Regions from separate parts of the Sus scrofa genome. Here regions 2 and 3 are each linked to region 1. Evidence: chromatin contacts called from public Hi-C and HiChIP or PLAC-seq data. All regions are on one chromosome and are shown on one strand. Each heading gives the region's core, a stretch centred on a gene start, on an enhancer-like site or on the middle of the called end of the contact. The rest is flanking DNA. Distances are from core to core; before and after follow the strand shown. Region 1 holds the start of SDHAF3 (succinate dehydrogenase assembly factor 3, mitochondrial). Region 2 has its middle 66 kb from the start of ASNS. Region 3 holds the start of C1GALT1 (glycoprotein-N-acetylgalactosamine 3-beta-galactosyltransferase 1).

Region 1 (4,359 bases), core at 1,103-3,602:
GGCCTGCATGAAGTGTACTGATCTGGATTAGTAGCCAAGAATAGAACCCAGATCTTATTTTCAGTTCATGGCTATTTTGACCACAAGAGGAACACTGGTCAGCCTAAATTGGAAGGTCAAGGAAACAGAGAAAATTTTGTCCTAAAAACATAACTCACTGTCCAGCCCACCATAAAAAAAAAAAAAAAGGTCATTTACCATTATTCTGTTATTCTTTATTCCTCTCAAGGCCCAACCACAACATTATGTCTTGGCTTCTCTCTTACTCATCATTTGCCATTTTTGAGCACTGACTGCCCAAAGCGTTGTGGACCTTTTCTGCTCCCTTTAGGCTGAATTAATTCTTTTATTGTTATTTTTGATTAATTTATTGGCAGAATTTTTTTCCACATTTTCATAAGAGCTTTGGCTCTCAAAGAAGTATTTACTATAGATGTATTTTAACCCCAAAGGAAACCAGAAAAAAAAGTAAACTGGAACAAGAAATTAATTTTCAATTTACAGGGATATTAAGAGATGAACTATGGTTAGAACAAATTTCCTGAAGTAAAATAACCATGCTGTCATTCAATCCTTGCCATTAATGTGGTTTGTCAAGATACCAACTTAAATCCATTTTTTAAAAATGTTCTGTATTCCTTTAAACAAATATTTTTCCAAAATTTTTGGAAAAGGAAAAAGCCCATTCGAGGTAGTAAATATTAGAATATTTACTATTTGTAAGGCACTGTGGTGGGCCCTGAAAAGGATACTAAAATGAGTAAGTCCCTGCCCTTCCAGAGGGGTGTGTGTCTTTTTGTCTTTCAAACAGTCTTTGTACAAACAAAAATCTGGGTCCTGGGAGGGAGTCATATATAAATTTTCCCACACTCTTGCCCATTCATCACTTGACACCCTTAAAATCACAAAATTCTGGCCCTCATGGAATTTGTAATCTAGTGGGGGCTGGGGGGACAGACAATAAGCAAATAAGTAAAATATGTACATGTTATAGAGAAAAATAAAGCTTGGGAAGTTCTGAGCATGATACTCTAATTTCAAATACCATTGTCAAGAAGGGTCTCATCAGAAGGAGACCTAAAGTGATGAGTGAAATAAAGGTGTTAGCCAAGATCGATGAGGCAGAACATTCCAAACAGTCGTAAGAGCAAATACCAAGGCCCTTAGGAGTGTAACTGCCCTGTTCAAAGATGAATTAGGGGCTTGAAGACCAGTGCGCTGAAGTTGACCAACTCGGGAGAGAGCAGTAGGAGAAAATTTAGAGAGCCAAGAAGTGGAGAGACTTTGGATTCTACTCTGATGAGAAGCCACTGAAGGATTTTATTGGTCAGAAGATTGACATGATTTTTTTTAAAGCTAGAAATATAGTAATAAAAAGCTATGTAAAAAGATGTGATCAGAGTTACAGGAACGAGCAAGGCAGCTGGACACCATCAGCAGCAGAGGCTGTTGAAAATCCTAGGCAGGAGTGACATGATTTGATTTACAGTTTAGGTAAATGATCAGAGTTGATTAGGGCAGAGCAGAAGACAAAAGCGACTACAGTATCTGGTAAGGAGAGACTCATGGTGGAGGGAGTAGTGAAAAATGGTCGAATTCTACATACACTGTGTTGGTGGAGCCATCAGGGTTTGCTGAAGGACCAAAGGTGTGATGGGAGAGGGAATGAGGCCAAACTGCTGCCACTTTGACTGGTCACACTCTCAGTAGTGCCTTTGTAAAAGGTAGAGATTTGTGAATGCCCTGATTCTACATTTGCATCTCAAAATACTTAATCAGAATTTCCAGGATGGTAGCCTTAGAAACAATACATTTAAAATGCTAATGATTCTTCTACAGCCATCTTGACCTGAGACAACTTGACCTGCTGCCTCAAGTCTCACTTGAGTTACCAGGGCTTCAGGGTACAAATTAGGACCACAACACCGAGCAAGGTACGTGGGTGGTGGGCTCGTGGACAAAGAGATGACTCCCATTTCTGTCCCTTTCGAAGAACGCAGGGACAACGTAAGATATCTTAAGTGGGTTAAGCTAACCATGGAAGGCTTCCTGAGGCCTTTATGAGGAGGGAATGGTGTAAGATGAATAGAAAAGATGACGGGGCGTGAGTGAAAGACAACAAGCGGCAGACGCCTGACCGCGGGTGGGCAGCCTCTCTGCCCTGACTCAGCACCTGAGCAATCGCAGCTCAGGCGCTCCACGAAAGCCACGCCTCTTCCAGAGAAGGGCCGGCCCATTTCCCCCCAGCAGCTGAAGTTCCGGTTTCCGGAAGGTCCTAATATTAGAAAGGACCAAATCGGATGAAGGTCGCGCGCCTTCTTCCGCCTACGTCACGATTTGCAAATATACCCGGCTGGTAAAGTGGGCGGGCACACATCATCAATCTGCGCAGGCGCGGTCTGTGGTCCACGCGCGGGATTATGCCGGCGCGGCACGTTTCACGAGTTCGGGCTCTGTATCGGCGTATTTTGCTGCTGCACCGGTCTCTGCCCCCAGACCTCAAAGCCCTTGGCGACCAGTATGTGAAGGACGAATTTAGGAGACATAAGACCGTTGGTTCTGAAGAGGCCCAGCGTTTCTTGCAGGAATGGGAGGCAAGTGACTGCTCCCTTTTTTCCGCCCCAGACCTTCGGGGTTCCTCAGAGGTGTCCCTGTTTGTCTCTGGGAGAGACGCCTGTCCTTGGCTGGTTTTCCCTGGGCCCCCTTAAGCTCGAACACGGCGGCAGGCTGTTCCGTTTAAATTAAACAGTGCAAAGTCGTTCAAACAGTACTTCGCAAAGTTACACCCCAAACTGGTCTCTTTTTCCCACAGGTTCTTAGCTGTAGCAGATCTTGCTATATCAGCGTCTCCAAGTCAGTTTAACTTTGCCAGGCACTGGAGGGGTTAAGAGAAGTTTATAAAATTAAGTCGCCGTCAAGTGCTTATAGAGTTTATCGTTTAACAGTTTTTTGTCTTCTCCAGCGCCTTGATAAATTTATGGTATTACTAGTTTTCAGTGTTTTAGAGGCTTGTTTCTATACATACTACTTTTAAAATCTTAGCGCTCTTTGTTGGGCTTTGATAACAAATCAGATAAGACTGGGGTGAGAGGATTACAAGCGGTGGGCGGAAAAGCTAGTCAGAGTTAAGTCAGGTGAAAGTTGGTTTCAAGTCACGTCATTTTTGTAATTGCTCTGCATTATTGCAGTAAATCTAGAGACACATGCATTGGGGATTAGCCCTTTGATTCCCCCTCCCCCTTTTTAGTGATGTCAGAAGATATTTATCGTATTTCATTCCGAATGTTTAGTGGGATTGGGAACCATTCAGGATTGACCATAGGTATGATGTACAAATAGAAGAAATGAATGGAATTGGCGAATAGGGCGACGTTTCAGGTATTTGAAAGCATGAAGCAGTGTTGATTTAAGAACCGAGGTAAGCAACTCTTCAGCCTAAAAAGTTGATGGTTAAAGAGAAGACTACTAAAGACGGTTTTTTGAAAAAAAGCTACAAAGAGTGAACACAGGGTGAACAAAGTGTGAACGTTAGGGTGAACACAAGTTTTTCACTGACTCACAGAATTTTGATGGTAGAATCATTGATGCTTGCAAGAGAGACATTTAGGACGGTGATGAAATTTAGAACTTGCCTGCAAAGCATGTGTATTGGATGTAATAATCCTGTCTAGAGCCAGGGAAGTTGAATTTTTTAAAATGCAGACTGCTTTCATTAAATATGGTTTAACTTGGTCTTGGAATCAGAAGAACTGGATTCAAATTCAGGTACCGACGTTATTAAATGTCAGATCATTTACCAGCCTTACTTTCTTATCCGTAAATTAGTAACAGTATTTACAGTATGTATCTCTAAATTCATGTATGCATATGTATTTAAATCACCTTGTAAGTTGCTAATTGCAATGAAACTGTATGATATTCACGTGTTAAGTGACATCTTTTAAGCCAGGTCAGTTTGTGGCAGGACAGGAAGGAGCTCCATATATGTTGGGAATAAATAAGGGCACTTTGATAGGTCTTAAAATATAAGATCTGGAAAGTTTTTTTCAGAAAAAAGTAGGATAAACTGATAATAAGCTAGAGGAAAGACAAAAGCAAACAGCTGGCTAAAAAAAAAAAAAAAGTGTTAACCCAGGAAACTTGAAATCAGTAATTCAGTTAAAAAACAAAAAACTCCCCACTCTACTGGTGCTGTGTGCAGTTTGATCTCTGGGATTCTTTGACACACTTCTACTAAAATTGCTTATAAACTTGATTTTGTTTTACTTTAAATGTCTCTGGGGAAGATAAAGGGGAAGGATCAGAATGTTAAGAGGACTCAGAATGGGGAGGAGGGTTCTCTATACCCTTCACCTGTGA
Region 2 (4,680 bases), core at 856-3,355, 570 kb after region 1:
TTTGTCTTTTGTTGTTGTTGTTGTTGCTATTTCTTGGGCCGCTCCCGCGGCATATGGAGGTTCCCAGGCTAGGGGTTGAATCGGAGCTGTAGCCACCAGCCTATGCCAGAACCACAGCAACTCAGGATCCGAACCGCGTCTGCAACCTACGCCACAGCTCACGGCAATGCCGGATCTTTAACCCACTGAGCAAGGCCAGGGAGCGAACCCGCAACCTCGTGGTTCCTAGTCGGATTCGTTAACCACTGCGCCACGACGGGAACTCCTACTAAGCATTTTAAATAGCATTTTTTAAAGTAGTTGGATTGACTCTGTGTTTCTCAATGACAGCTACTATTGGCGTTCAGGAGGAATAATTCCTCATTATTCTGTGCACTGACTTATGTTTGGCATGCCTGGACCCCCTCCACTAAGTGTAAATAGAATCTCCCAGTCATGTGACAATAAAAAATGCTCCAATATATTTCAAAACGATTCCTAGGGCAATAATGCTATCCTCTTTCCCAATAAAGAAACTTTTGATAAGGTTCTCACTAAGAGTTGATGCATTTAGGAGCTCCCATCATGGCTCAGTGGAAATGAACCCAAGTACTATCCATGAGTTCCATCCCTGGACTTTCTCATGGGGTTAAGGATCTGGCGTTGCTGTGAACTGTGGTGTAGGTCACAGAAGTGACTCGGATCCCACACTGCTGTGGCTGTGGTGTCAGCTGGCAGATGTGACTCTGATTTGATCCCTAGCCTGGGAACTTTAACATTTATAAATGAATTATCAATTAAGAACTACAAAAACATTCACTAAAATGTTTATTGGTTATTGGGGCCGAGATATTTTTTCTTTTATCTCTTTGCTTACCTTTTTTCTGGTTTTATTCAATGAATATGCATTTTTTAATACTTGAAAAAGATATAAAAATCATAGGGAAAGGCTTTAGGAAGAAATTTTCAGATCTTAAAGGGAAAGATTTTCATACATACTGTAGCAATTTTGCCTCTATTATCATGATCAGCTGTTTCTCAGCCATAATTTGAACTAATTTAAATGCATACTCACCTGCTGTTTTTTTTTAAAAAAAAAGTCCCTCCCCCCCCCCACTGTGGAAGTAACATGGTAAGTTTCTGAATCATCCCATTTTGCATGAGAAGCAGGGACAAGGTAACTGGGGAGAAGAGCCCCTGGGAACATTTAGAAGAACAAGATTCTAGTGCCAGTTGTATTATAATTCTGAAACAATGAAAACATTATAGATTGAGGATGTTAGTCTCTTTGATTTTTATGTTTGCTTTTGTTTTTGTTTGAATATGTATGTATTTTATGTCAACTAACATCAATTTTTTAGTTATAATTTGAGGGACAGTTTCGTTGCTTTTAAAAAGTTGTAATATTTCTTTCTCCATTACACTGTGTCTAGAAAGGCAATGATCTACTATGACAAAGAAGCAAGAGTGCCACCTAGTGGCATTTTACTAAACACACACTTGGATCCCAGGCAAGGAAGAGCTGGAGAAAATCAGAGGGGTAATGTGGTGGAGAAAGTCTCTCTGAACTAACACCCCCTACCAGCTCCGGTGCACTGAATTGCAAAGACTTCTTCCTGCCTAGGATTTTAGATTTCAGGAAAATGGCATTTCTGGTCAGCCTGGGAAAAATGTCAACCTGAATTGCTAATTATCACTACCAAATACAAAGCTCTTCTGGAATTTGACCATTGATATCTCATAGCATCGTTTATAACTTAGACAAAATCATCTGGTTTCAGGGAGCTATTATCATCTCTGAATTCATTTATTAAATCATTTAATGAAAATTTATTGGGTACCCTAATTTCCAGGAACTGCACTAGGCAGTAAGAAAATACAGGGGTGTAAGATACATTTGCCTGGAGAGAAACGCAATATATCATGGGATACAAAGCTGGATGATCAGTTGTCAACTCGGCATCACCACCATCCCCTTTAAGCTCTCCTCTTAGAATCCTCTTCCCTGGGGAGGTGGAGCTGCTTGTAAGAGGAAGTTGCCAGAGATGGGAAGCAGGAAGAGGAAGAGAAACTGTGTTCTCTATAGGCAGCTGCAGCCAGACTCCTGTGCAGATGAAAGATTCAAAGCAGCTCCCTGGGGAGCTCTAAGGACCACTGGTGTCACCATTGTGCCCTAAGGCAGCACGAGAGTTTCTCTGAGATTCTTAAGTCGAAGCAGCTTCCAGGTGGAGCTTCCAGGAACCATCTACACTATTACTTTGGGCCAGATCTTCAGTGTCAGCCTCCAGTTTCTCCGCGGTGGATTTCCTGATTTCATTACACCCTCAGCTCTTCCTATACTCAAGTAAGTCCCTAATTCCTGGCGCAAACCCTGTAGGCCCAGAAAACATGGAGTGGCTTCTGTTTTCCTGCCCAAGCTCTGACCGATTCAGACACAAGGTGAGATAATCCTACATCACCACCCTAGCATAGTGATATAGGGACATAAGAAGTTTTACACGAACTAAGTAGGAGAGCTCCTCAGCTTTAGGAGGATCAGGGGAGGCTTTCCAGAGAAATTGGCATCTGAGATTAGTTTAACTGTGAAAAGAAATTATCCAGGTATGAAGGAAGACTTAGAGAATAATGCATTTAGGGGAAAAGTCAGGCTTTAGAAAGACTAGCTAACCAAAATACAAAAAGAAAAAAACCCCACCAGGCTACAAGTAACCAAGTTTACAGTTAGTGTGTTGATGGAGGGTAAAATGGCAATTTTCTCATATGATTATCTTTTTTGTAAAGGTCATTACAGATGTGTAGATATCAATGTGCCAAAATGTAACGGGGCTTCATTCACTCCATCACCTTAACCAGGTTGGCTCCCCAAATTCCCCAGCTGCTGTGGAAGCCAGCCACTAACAACTCACAGCTGCAGCCTTCTCTGGAGAATTGCCCTCAACTGATAGGTGTTCCCTCTCCTGAAGTGCCTTCCTCCTGAAAGGTTTTGCCTTTCTTCGAGGGCATCCATGGCCAAGGGCTGACTGATACAGGCAGGCAAAAACCTGGCCCCCTGCCTAAAAGTAGGATAACTTTGTGATGCCTTTCACTCTCCCCATGGTATAAGCTAAGAATGGGCATTAGCAGAACTTCATCTTTGCTTGGCTTTTCCCACTGTCCTATCTTCTGCTTTCCCCACTTCTTGATGTGTGCTGGAACTATAGACAGTTTACGATTGTTTAAGCATGAAAACATGTGTGCAGCCTAGTCATACCAAGACTTCTTGTAGGAGTTTGAACTTTATCTACTAGGACTATGGCCTTCCAATTTCTGAATGGCCACACCACCAGTAAAAATAAATCTGAGCATGCTATATGGATATAATTATTAATATACTGATATGCTTTACACTTTTAGGTGGTATACAGAAATAGAAATTTTAAAGGGAAAAATTTTAAATAGAGATTCTATTTTCTTGTACCCTGATAGGTGACCTTGCATCCTACCTTGGACAACATATGCCACTTTGGGAGCCATGGAGGCAGAGAGGAATGTTGGTCAACTCTGCATTTCAGACCCAGAAACCCATTAGACTTCTCATGTCTAGGCCAAGGTTGTATAGCTGTCTTTCTTAGCTAGAATGGGCCTCCAATACCTGTTCCTGAGAAAGGAGGGAAAAAAGATTGCACAACTATTCCCTCTTCTGATGGGCATCTTGCCTAAGGATTTCCAGTCCTAAAACCTAAACAGTCCTGATAGAGGAGAGGGGGATGGGCAAATGAATCCTCCCCCACCCCGACCAATAACACACATATACATGTCCTCTCTGCCTCTTTCATCTCTTACCCCTTAGGAAGGCACTGACATCACTGCCCAATCCTTCCAGATGTGACCATGGGGACACCTCCTAAGCCAATGAAAACTCCCTGTGTTCACACCCTCATGCTCCTCCTTTCTCCCCACCACCTCCAGGTCTCGCTTTCCAGTGCCTCTGTTATGCTGGAGTGGTACTGTTCTCTCAAAAGTAAGCAAGTCCCAGCTTCTCTTGGGTCACATACATTTTCACAGTCTCCATTCCATTTGTGACTCCATCTAAGCCATCCTCGCTCCTCTGCTCAGTTATGTCACTAAGCAGAGAGGTGTGGGTCGCCTTTGAGCCCAAGAAGGAGCACAGAGGAAGATTGCTTGGAAAGTTCAGCTCCTGTCTGCTTTTGGTTTTCTCTGGTTATTCTTTCAGGTCTGAAAAAGAAAGCCTCAGACATCTCTCACACTAGGCATAAATCTTCTGTCCATAGTGTGATGGGTTCAAGTAGGAAATTGTCACCTCCACAGCTAGCATCACTTTGATCTTATTAAAAGGTGTGAGGGGAGTTCTCTTCATGGCTCAGCGGTTAACTAACCTGACTAGGATCCATGTGGATGTGGGTTTGATCCCTGGCCTCGCTCAGTGGGTTAAGGATCTGGCGTTGCTGTGAGTTGTGGTGTAGGTCACAGATGTGGCTCAGATCCTGTGTTGCTGTGGCTGTGGTGTAGGCTGGCAGCCATATAGCTCTGATTCGACCCCTAGACTGGGATCTTCCATATTCCATGGGTGCAGCCCTAAAAAGCAAAAAAAAAAAAAAAAAAGGTGTGAGGACTTGGCAAGAGTACAGATGAAGTCCCACATGTCATATATGTAAGTGATCAAAACTTATAAATCAAACAAGGGTAACTCTGAAATCAAAT
Region 3 (4,331 bases), core at 1,425-3,924, 810 kb after region 1:
GCTGGCCTTCTAAAGCAATTATGAACCTAAACCCTTCTGGCTTCCTATGCTATTAATAGCGTGTAGAGCTTTTGTTATTGTGGTTGAAATACTGCTATTCCACCTCTAGCATTGTGTTGCTGTTCTGGGTACAGATCCAATGATTACTAGGAAACTTTGAACCTCTCCTAGCAATATCCACTTTCATTTTGTTGACAGGTCACATGGATAACCTGGTTTATAGGAGACTGAGGAAGTAAATTACTTTTAATTGGATACACTGTCGCCCTGAAAAAAATCAGAGCTCCCATAGTAAGAAAGAAAGTATTTGGTTTAAAAAACCAGCAGTGTCCAGCTACCCTGCTCCAAGGAGCTTTGATACATGTTACTGAATACTACACCAGACAGACCACAAGATTTGTCTATTTCACATGGGAGAATCTGGTTGTCTTGAATCACACATATAAAGTGCATTTTTCAAAGTAATCACAACTTTCTTTTTTCTAGCTGATAATGTTGAAGAACTGGCTGACATTAATGTCACTTCTAGGAATTTGTTTAAGGTGATAGTTGCACAGCTGTGCAAAGGTACATGCATTAAAAAGATCATCACAGAGTTCTTTAAAATTGTAAACATTTGAAAAAAACAGAAATGAATTGATAGAATACTAGTTAGATAAATGACTACATCCACTTAACAGACACTACACAACTTTTTAAAATGATATTGTTCATGACAGTATTCAGTGAGAAAAGAACCATGTGCATTATAAAATCCAGTTTATCATATATCATATTTATATGTCTTGGTGTTTTTTATTTTTAAGAGATATCTGAAAGAGTATAACATGAACTTTTTAAAAAAATGGTTACCTCTGGATTGTGGGATTTGGAAAGTTTTTTTTTTTTTTGTATTTGCTTAAATAAGTATGCATTGTTCTCATGGAAATAATGGCCATTTTCAAAAATATCCAAAAGGGTAGAAGGAGCTGATTTGACCTGGTATTATTTGTATCAACATAGCTTCTTGCCAGTAATTTTCTTTTTCCACTGCACCTGTAGCAAAGGGATGTTCCCAGCCCAGGGACTGAATCCAAGACACAAGTTTCAACTCATGCCATAGCTGTGGCTAAACACAGTGGATCCTTAATGCACTGCACCACAGTGGGGACTTCTACCAGTAATTTTCTTAGATGTGCTATAGCTGAACTTATCCTTGGAAGAGTTTCTTATTTTTGCTTATCTGCAAATATTTTCTGTATTCATTATAAATTTCACTAAAATTGAAATAAGACCCTTGGGGCATTTTGTCTTGTTTTGCTTTCCATTTGGAACACTCTGACCTCTGAAGGGTCTCTTTTCCTGCTACATAGTGGCTGTAGAAGGGAATATGGGAGGCTGGGCGATAATTACAAGTTGAGGAAGAGAAAAGAGGGTGGAGGTAAGGATATAAGAGAGAAGTCTGGAGGCATGAGCCAGAGAAACAGCACTAACCTGGACGTCAGATACTTGCACTTCTCTTCTAGATCAGGCTTTTCAGTTTATTTTTCTGACCTCAGCTTTCTCATCTGAAAAATGAGAGGTATGGGTAAGAATCACTAGATGTTTTAAAATTCTTTTGGAAGATTCTTTGGGATCTTATAGTGGCACATCCCGGTAAACTGCACTAAAGCTGAATCTGAACAAATTAAAGGAGGGGAAAACAACCATACCTTACTAAATGTTGTTATTATTTCTCCCAAGCACATTAAGTAACTTGCCAAGTTTACCGAGCTAATAGGTGGAGGGTTCAAGATTGAGGCCACAGCCCCTAGGCAGTAAAGAACTACTGAGAAGGGCATTAAAGGAAGCAAGTTTGCTTTCTCACCCTCAAGCCAGGCCTTGTAGATGATGATTAACACCAATTAAACCCAGACATTACCCCCACCTGCTGATTGCTGTGGGGCAGCCTCAATCGCTCCAGGGCTCCTCCCTCTAAACCCAAAACAGTTTTCCGATACAAAATCCCTTTACAAACTAAAAAGTGACGGGGGGTGGGGAGCGGGGGTTGCTGGTAAAGCTCCCAAGAATTCCAGCCACTGCCTGATAGCACTGAAGTAATGACGGAACTAAAGACCACGTGTGTATGTATGCAGGCTTCGTAGTATCACTAAGTTGGTTTTCAGCCCTTCCTAGTTCACATACCTGGTTATCCAACACCCGTTTGTATACCTCATCTTGTTGTACTTCCTTTTAATAAGGCCAGAGATACAGACTAAGGACAGTCGGGAGAAGGGATAAAAGCAGTAAAAAGAAAGGGTTAAGAGCAGGCTAGAGGCCCTAAGACTCCTGCAGGGTAAGAGCCTGCCCCTCAGACAAAGGTCCCTCAGGTATCCGCAGCCTCAGTTCCTGCTGCTTTAATTCTTTCAAAGGTCCGGAAGCCACTGCAAGACCCTATAGCAGAACGAGGAAGGCTGAGGCCACCCGTAAGGAGCGGATAGAGGGCTGCGACTATTGCTCGCAGAAAACCCGACTTCCCAGACCCCTTCGCACAGGGCGGGGCGTGCGCTCGGTGGCCTATCCCCACGCCAGCACGTCGCCGTAGCCCCGCCTCTCCCTGCCCCCTCGCTCCGCCCTTCCCTGGGGCTGGTGCGGCAGCGGCGACGTCAGAGCTCGGAGACCCCTGGGTGGCGGCTGCGCCGTCGGCGGGCCGCGGCCTGGACGCGCTGCGGGGAGGGGCGGAGCGAGCGGGCGGGAGCGAGCGCTGGGCCCGCCTCGGCCGCCGCCGCTGCCGCCGCCGCCGCCGGGGAATAATCTGGGCGGCAGCGGGCGGCCCCAGCTAGCAGCCACGAGCCACTTCTGCGGCTGCCGAGAAGAGCGAAGGTCGCCGGTCTCGTGGCGTCCCCCTCTCTGCCCCCCAGGAGGGGCGAGAGGGAGAGGAGGCTGATGTCAGGTACGGCTGGCGGAGGCGCCCTTAGGCTGCGGGTCCAAGGTCTCTGTTCCCCTCGCCCTCCCCCTCTCGGAGTGTGCGTGTGGGGGGAGCGTGGAGGGTGAACCCAGCCCCCAGCGCCACCAAACAGGTGTCTCGGAGTCGCCGCCGGGGCTGGGCAAGTGCGGGCTCCGGAGGGAGGCACGGGGCACTTCCTGCTCCCCGCGCCTCTGCGAACTGCCATTGGGGCCGCCTGCCCTCCGGGCCGCTATTTTGTTGACAAGTAGCCTCCTCTGGGTCGTGGATTCTTCCTTTTTGCCCTCTCGCTCGCCTCGTTTCCTCGCGCGCTGCCTGCCGTCGGGTGGCGACGGTGAGGCGCCGACTGCGCTGGAGGATCGCGCGGCTGGACCATTTAGCGGTCCTGCCCCGCGGGTCCCGCCCCGCCCCCGCGGACCGGCGGGCACTCAGGTGTGGGCACCTTCCGTGAAAGCCGCCGGGCAGCCTCACCGCCCCAGCGCCCAGCGAGCCGGCGCCTTCCGCAGGTGCCGGGGGACTTCCTCGGGGCTCTCTTGGATCATCAGGTTTGTCTGTGGCTGACTGGGTCTTTTAAATTTCCCTGCCTCTGGCGGAATGAACCAGGCAGGTGTGTGTTTAGGTACTTGATGCGTGGAGGACGGACGAGCAAAGGAGTTTTTTCCTTCCACTCTCCATTCTCCTACAAGGTGTGCTGAGATTAGTAGGTGCTGACAAAAGGACCTTATAACTCTAAATTAAAATAAATTGTATATTCAAAAAAGAGCGAAATTTAGGAGTGGTTATTCTTCCCCAGCTCTTACCTTCTCCCTTTATTTTTTTAAATGACAAAACAGCTTACGCTTTGGAGAAGTTGACTAGGTTTATAATCTAGTTCTCTTAATTCTTTGTGGTTATTTTTAAAGCCTTTCGGAGTGAAACCTAGAATCCTAACCGTGAATTGATTTCATCGTGCTTTTAAAAGTTAGTTATAAAGTTAGAACTTTAGTGCATCAGAGTGAGTAATTAGGCCGTTGTGACAGAAATATCTTCATTTACTAAAAGTTGGGCGTTTAACATAGATAGCTCTACCTCTGTGCCAGGAAAAAGTGTTGTGCAGGATTTCAAGTTACTTAATCCTGATATTACTTTAGACAGTGGGAATCTGAGTTTTTAGGACGTCTAACTTTTTGCAACTTTCCACAATGTTATCAGATAATTATCAAATGAGCCTTATGCACATGATGCTGTGTGTTCGAAGTATTATGTATAGTAATTATTTTGTTTTCTATCAGCCTTAGTGTGTATTGATGCACAGTTTAATTGAATGTAAAGTTTCAAGTTACCAAACAGTTAACTCTTTTTGTCATATGTTAAGTAAAACAGTGATTTAGTGAGGAAAGTATGACTCATTTAAAATTCTTCACAGGAA

What was found. A called contact is a pair of places that touch in the nucleus more often than the background predicts. HiChIP or PLAC-seq counts read pairs in DNA pulled down with a chosen protein or histone mark.
Region 2: a contact with region 1 is called in an H3K27ac HiChIP or PLAC-seq map of alveolar macrophages. The contact joins the enhancer-like site here to the promoter of SDHAF3 in region 1. A contact is called at or near these places in 2 of 5 promoter capture datasets (fetal liver and liver), 6 of 47 Hi-C or Micro-C datasets (embryonic fibroblasts, fetal heart ventricle, liver and 3 more) and 1 of 2 datasets of contacts at active chromatin or transcription factors (alveolar macrophages).
Region 3: a contact with region 1 is called in a Hi-C map of skeletal muscle, with 4 times the contacts expected there. The contact joins the promoter of C1GALT1 here to the promoter of SDHAF3 in region 1. A contact is called at or near these places in 1 of 5 promoter capture datasets (fetal liver) and 1 of 47 Hi-C or Micro-C datasets (skeletal muscle).

Annotation. Positions count from the first base shown.
Region 1 is chr9:76,697,160-76,701,518 of Sscrofa11.1, forward strand. SDHAF3 (succinate dehydrogenase assembly factor 3, mitochondrial) reads left to right here and starts at 2,353. Exons shown (of 2, transcript XM_021063386.1): 1 at 2,353-2,594. The coding sequence starts at 2,421.
Region 2 is chr9:77,267,961-77,272,640 of Sscrofa11.1, forward strand. No RefSeq gene overlaps it. Among named protein-coding and RNA genes, the nearest start is that of ASNS, 66 kb to the right of the region's middle. Within about 2 kb of position 2,106, at least 4 of the 83 cell types and tissues checked have an H3K27ac peak or open chromatin away from gene starts, as enhancers often do. A contact at or near this core is called in alveolar macrophages and retroperitoneal adipose tissue, where this site is marked.
Region 3 is chr9:77,506,668-77,510,998 of Sscrofa11.1, forward strand. It overlaps C1GALT1 (glycoprotein-N-acetylgalactosamine 3-beta-galactosyltransferase 1), which reads left to right and starts at 2,675. Exons shown (of 5, transcript XM_021063389.1): 1 at 2,675-2,911. It overlaps LOC102161092 (a long non-coding RNA gene), which reads right to left and starts at 2,577. Exons shown (of 6, transcript XR_002335827.1): 1 at 2,164-2,577; 2 at 1,474-1,547.